2 separate regions of the Mus musculus genome follow, and region 2 is linked to region 1. Evidence: chromatin contacts called from public promoter capture Hi-C data. All regions are on one chromosome and are shown on one strand. The core of a region is the stretch at or near the end of the contact, and the rest is flanking DNA. Distances in the headings are between cores, read along the strand shown.

The links. Capture Hi-C pulls out chosen DNA fragments and counts their contacts.
Region 2: a contact with region 1 is called in a promoter capture Hi-C map of adipose tissue. The contact joins two enhancer-like sites. A contact is called at or near these places in 3 of 484 Hi-C or Micro-C datasets (the G1E-ER4 cell line, Th1 cells and brown adipocytes), 1 of 115 datasets of contacts at active chromatin or transcription factors (pancreatic cancer cells) and 2 of 9 other capture datasets (adipose tissue and liver).

What each region holds. Positions count from the first base shown.
Region 1 is chr14:7,951,567-7,954,355 of GRCm38.p6, forward strand. Flnb (filamin, beta) reads left to right here. Exons shown (of 46, transcript NM_134080.1): 46 at 1-22. Among named protein-coding and RNA genes, the nearest start is that of Gm45521, 4.3 kb to the right of the region's middle. Within about 2 kb of position 1,460, at least 118 of the 459 cell types and tissues checked have an H3K27ac peak or open chromatin away from gene starts, as enhancers often do. A contact at or near this core is called in adipose tissue and pancreatic cancer cells, where this site is marked.
Region 2 is chr14:8,133,837-8,136,536 of GRCm38.p6, forward strand. All of the region lies in intron 4 of Pxk (PX domain containing serine/threonine kinase), which reads left to right. Among named protein-coding and RNA genes, the nearest start is that of Pxk, 37 kb to the left of the region's middle. Within about 2 kb of position 1,430, at least 84 of the 459 cell types and tissues checked have an H3K27ac peak or open chromatin away from gene starts, as enhancers often do. A contact at or near this core is called in adipose tissue and pancreatic cancer cells, where this site is marked.

The DNA of each region.
Region 1 (2,789 bases), core at 210-2,709:
AATAAAATGTTTGCTCCATAAACGCTCCCTGTCATTCTTGGAGTGGAATCAGTGGTGTGGGCCTCTGATCACTCCCCACCCACCATCTCTTTGAGTGCAGATGTTATTTAACAATGGGCCAGTCCTTTTCTTGCAAAGGGTGGTCCTTTTCTGAGAAGCCAGGGCCAACCTCAGGCAAGGGACTCAAGAGAACATGCGGGCCATGATACCATCGTGACTTCTTAGGAACCCTAGATATGGAGCCCAGGTAGAGGCAATGGCTTTTAATTAAGCAGGCCTCTTGCCTGATACCATCAGGAATCTGTGTTCTGGGAAATGTTCTCAGATAGGATCTCTCACATGCCCCTGCACCCTTCGACCCAGTACTGAGTGCCTCCACCTGCCCTCCCGAGGAGAAACGATTGCTGATGTTAACCCTCCAGCTATGAATCCTTATAGTGGTCGGGTGACGGTTTACATATGACAGAACAAACATGGGTACAGTTTCCACCAGGCATACAGCCCAGACCTCATATGGGGATAGAGTTGGGCATATACCTTCTGACTAAGAATGAGTGTTCTTACACATCACACTACAGGCAAGCAGCTCGGAGGAGAAGGGTTACCAGAGTCCTAGAAAAGCTGGCAGTACCCATGGAGGCGGAAAGGCCTCCAGGCCGGGAGGAGTGTGGGGATCAGAGGTTCAGGCAGGGAACCTGCATCATTTTTAGTGATGGTATGTATATGTATGTGACAGGGTCTCTTGTATCCCGGGCTAGCCTGGGACTCTCCCTGTAGCCAACTAGGACCTTGAGCTTTTTTTAAAGTGTATACTGTGCTGAGATCAAGCCCTGGACTCTGTACATTGTAGGCAAGCAGTCTCCAACTGCATCCCCTGCTCTGCTTTCTCTATTGTATTCTGGCTTTGTTTTTCCCCTTACCTGGCTACATATTAGAATGATAATCTGTTTACCTCTGAGCTTGGAGGAAGGTAAGGCAGATGCGCCCTTTCGTCTCTGCGCCTTGAAACCCTCGCCTAGACTCCTGGGCTCTGTAGGGCTGGGGACTCCCTGAAGAGTCCTCACATAACATGTCTGGCGCGATGCTGGCTTTGCCAGAGAAGCCCAGGGGATTCATCAACCCCTCCAACCCAGTTAGGTTTGCTGGAGGAGGCAGCGTTTGTACACTAAACATTGACTTTGGTGTAAGGTGTCCTAACGTCTAAACACTGAGTCCTAACCGGCCGAGTCGAGTCTGGCTGGCGGGGGAGGGGGAGATTCCCACGAATTCCCACTGGTATTTTTAGGAACAGTCCTTTGCTTGTTACTTTCTACGGACACCCTCTGTCAGAGTGTGTGTGAGCTGGCTGGTGATTGGCACCCAGTAGGTGATAATAGTTTTACCTTTGAGGTGCAGCCCCGCAATTGCTGCCTGTGACATCAGGGCCTGTGGGGTGGAGACCTGTTGCTCTCAGTGCCTAGAACCAGAGGGCAGCTCTTATCTGCACCTGGGCTTGGCTACCATGGAAACAGGCTATTGTTTATGTCAATACCCTGAAAACTTTGAAACTTGTGGGCCTGGGGCCAGGTCCTTCCTGACTTTGGCTGCTTGGCTTTCCTGTGCCCTGGCTGAAGCTAATGAGTCCAGGGTGTCATTATTCAGTGGTCAATAGAAAGTGTAGCCCCTGCCCACCCTGGGCGACCTCTCTACCTCCCAACTAACAGGGGAGGGCTTGCTAGGAGACTACAAGGAGCAAATACTAACCAGCTCACTCACACACACTAGCCCTTAGCAACCTGTTCTAGGTCTTCAAGCTGCCTTAAAAGCCACAACTTGATGTATTTGTTATATAACTCAGTACATAGGGTAGTGGCAACACACACCTTTAATCCCAGCGCACAGGAGGCAGACGCATTTGGAGCTTGAGTTTGAGGCCAGCAACTCGAGTCTACAGAGCTAGTTCTAGGACGGCCAAAGCTGCTCAGGGCAGCAGAATGAAAAACGTCGAAAGGATTGAGGGGAAATGAGTGTTCTAGTCTTTCTTATTCCTTAGGTTTGTTTTTCACAGCTTGCAAAGCCAACACTGGAGAGGTGGAGTATTCCGGTTTGGGGTTAGTTGGTTTTGTTTTTAAAAATTAGTGAGCCGATCTAATACAAGCAATCTATCCCTAAGCCACACCCCCAGGCCCACCCCTGAAATCTGTACCTAAGTGGGAGAATGAGAGAATTGAGAATATTATACAGCCCTGTGGTAAAACACCTGAGTTTCATCACCAGCACCCACGTGAAAAGATTGGGCATGAAAGCATCCAGGCAGCCTAACTTAATTACAAGTTCCAAACCATGGGAGAGACCTGGGTCAAAAACCAAAGTGGGCCTCACCAAATAAAATTCACTATTTTTTTTTTTCTTATAAGTGTCAAAAGTAGAGGCTTTAAGCAAGCTGGATTCAGTTTCTTTTTCCTTTGGCCTTTTCCTAAAGATTTGGCCAAGTGCATGGTGGGAGGGGCCCTTGCAAACAAAAGATCCTTCTCTGCTTTGTCTGGGCCCCCAAGGCTGTGAGGACCAGCTCATGTATGTGGAATTTCAGGACCCACCCCTCACACCCTTTTTCTCTTCCTCAGCATTCTCAAAGGCAGCTGCTGGGAGGCCGGAATAGCAAGCCTGACTTGTGGCACGTATCCTAGGGTGCTTTGAGCTTTGAACGTGTTTATCTCCCTCCCCAGGACAAAGAATCGACTGGCCTTTTATTGCCAGTGCTTCCCTCTGTCTAGCCACCCACCCACCCTTCCACACCACCAGGATGTGTT
Region 2 (2,700 bases), core at 180-2,679, 180 kb after region 1:
TCCATCAGCCTAAAGAAACAAAAACTTTGTAAGGTAGCAAAATTTAAAAATAAATATTAGCCAAGTGGTGGTGGTACATGCCTTTAATCTCAGAACTCAGGAGGCACAGTCAGATGGCCTACTTAGAAAGTTCCTAGACAGCCAGAGCTACACAGAGAAAAACCAAACAAACAAAAATAAGATTATAAGAGAAATAAGTAGAAAGTAAATGTATTCCTTTTCGGGGTCTGTATTCTGATGGGAGGTTTTGCAGTTGAATTGGCAACGCATTGAGTCTTTAGTTCTTTCTTCAACAGATATTAATTGAGCACTGTTATATATCCCCAGTGCCAAGTGTACTTGGCAAGGCCAATAGCACTTGTGCAGGGAGACTGTACACAGGGTTAGAAGGCGCATCAGGCCTGGGGGCAGAGGAGGGCTTCCCAGAAGAGGCAGTGCTGATTCGGAGAGCTGAGAGGCCAGTGGAGATTAGCAGACTTGGAGCCAGGGGCCAGTACACCAGGAAGAACAGCTCAGGTAGGGGGGAATTAATACTTTCAAAGGGCTCTGGACTTTACCTAAGTTAAAAGATGTCCTCCCAGCTAGAGTCCTCATTCAGGAAGTTCAAGGTCCACAAGAGGAACAGATGTCCTGGACGTGTGTGAGGAGGAGAGGTTGCAGGGAGAAGAATAGTAGATTTAGGCTCAGCCTAAAGGTTTAGCTGGTCCTTGTGGAAAAGCTGAGTGCAGAGGGAAGGCCAGAGGGGTTGTGGGAGGCAGAGCCCAGAGTGTGGAAGGTGAGCCAAACATTGTGGGCCACCAAGCCATAGCCAGTTAGACGCTTGCAGCTTGGTTTTAGTTTGGTTAAAGAAGTGGCAGGCAGTATGGGCTTGAATGGATTTGATGCTGAATCTGGGGTGAGACTGTGTCAGTATCAGTCATCATTCAGTTTCTTAGGATAAAAAGCAGTTCAGATAAATAAGAGGAAAGTTTTCTGCCTTGAGCTCTCTGACCCTCAGGGTTTAAAACAAAAGTCTAATTCTCAGTACTCTCCTTATCAGGAACACGATCTGTCAGGTTTTATTTGTTCCCTGTTGCTTCTCCACGTCTAAAGCAGTATAAGATACACAGTAACACTCCTCAGTTGTTGAGGAGTCCTTGATTGTCTCCTTTAGTTTTGAACTGCCGTCCTGTGCACTTTCTTGAGATGCATTGTAGTATGGTAGGAAATTATTTTCATGATTGTCTCAGAGTTGATATGGATACTTTCATTTAAAGTAGTTTCCTTTTAACTTGTTTTCAACTTAGTTTAGAAATGGTAAAAATATTATATCAACATTTATAAGAGGGCACAGCGTTCTCAGAGCTGTGCTCAGCCCTTCCCAGCCTCCCTGGCCTCTCAGAGCGCTTGAACAGAATGCAGATAGAGCCAGTCCTGCATTTCATGGTCATGTGCTTCCTCTGGAATATTTAGGGAACACTGCATAGTGAGTCAGTAAACAAACACCCAGCTCTTGTCTCCTGCAAACTTCTTCATTCACAATGTGCTGTAAAATATGCACAGTGATAATGTTTGCCAAGCTCTCAGCAGATTCCAGGAGAGGTTGCTGTGACATATGGAGAGAACTGTTGGTGCGTGCAAGCCTCACCAGTCTTTTTGGAACATAATTAACACCAGGCAGAGGTGAAATCCACCATTTTTTTTTTTTTTTTAAGATTGCTGTTTGCTCTCAGAGATCTGGAGTGGCTGCACTTATTCACTGCATTTGAGGGGGCGGGGTATAAAAGGCGGTTATTCTGATAGTTTTTGTTTTTTGTTTTTTTTCCGAGACAGGGTTTCTCTGGAGCCCTGGCTGTCCTGGAACTCACTCTGTAGACCAGGCTGGCCTCGAACTCAGAAATCCGCCTGCCTCTGCCTCCCGAGTGCTGGCTGATAGTTTCTTAATGCAGTGAACTTGAAGGAAATTCTTGTTCTCATTGTCTGTGTTAAGTGGAAATGTTTGAATGATAAATGAACAACAAAAAGAGGATATGTTTGTAAGTAGACAGGCACTCTCTAACCTACCACAAGTGAGCCATGTTGTCGAGGAAGATATTTTTCTGAAACTCTGGCTTTTATTCTAGCACATACTTAAGGCTAATCACTTCTTTGTTTGTGAAAGCTATAATTCCACAAGGAATGAAGATGGGAGAAATATCACTTGGAACATGTCGTTCCATGTGACCTTATAATACTTTGTGAATCTTGAGCTTCAGTTGTGACCTGTTAAATTCCTGGTTTAGGTCAGCTAGTTTATTTACTTTAGATTTCTTGGCTTAAAAAATGTGTTTCCACATAAAGAGTAATTTTATTTTTTGGTCCTTGGTAGTCCTCTACTTTTGGAGTAACTTTAGGTTTACAGAGAAGTTGCAATAATAGTTCCATAGACAGCCCTCCCCTGCCTTCTTCAGTGTAGCTTTTGCTATAACCATGGCACATAACAGACTAAGGACGCACTGTCGGCACTTTACCATTAAACGCAGGTGTTGTGTTTTATAGAGTGTGGTGGTGAGGTGGGTGGGGTGTCTCTGCGGGCCCATGCTGAGGCATCCTTTCTCCCTGAGGGACCAGCCATAGAATGGATATATATAAATAGTTTATTTAGGGGTATCGGAAGGGGAGTTGGGAAGGGAGTAGAGACAGAGAGTGACAGGGAAGAGGAGAGGAAGGCCAGGAACAGAG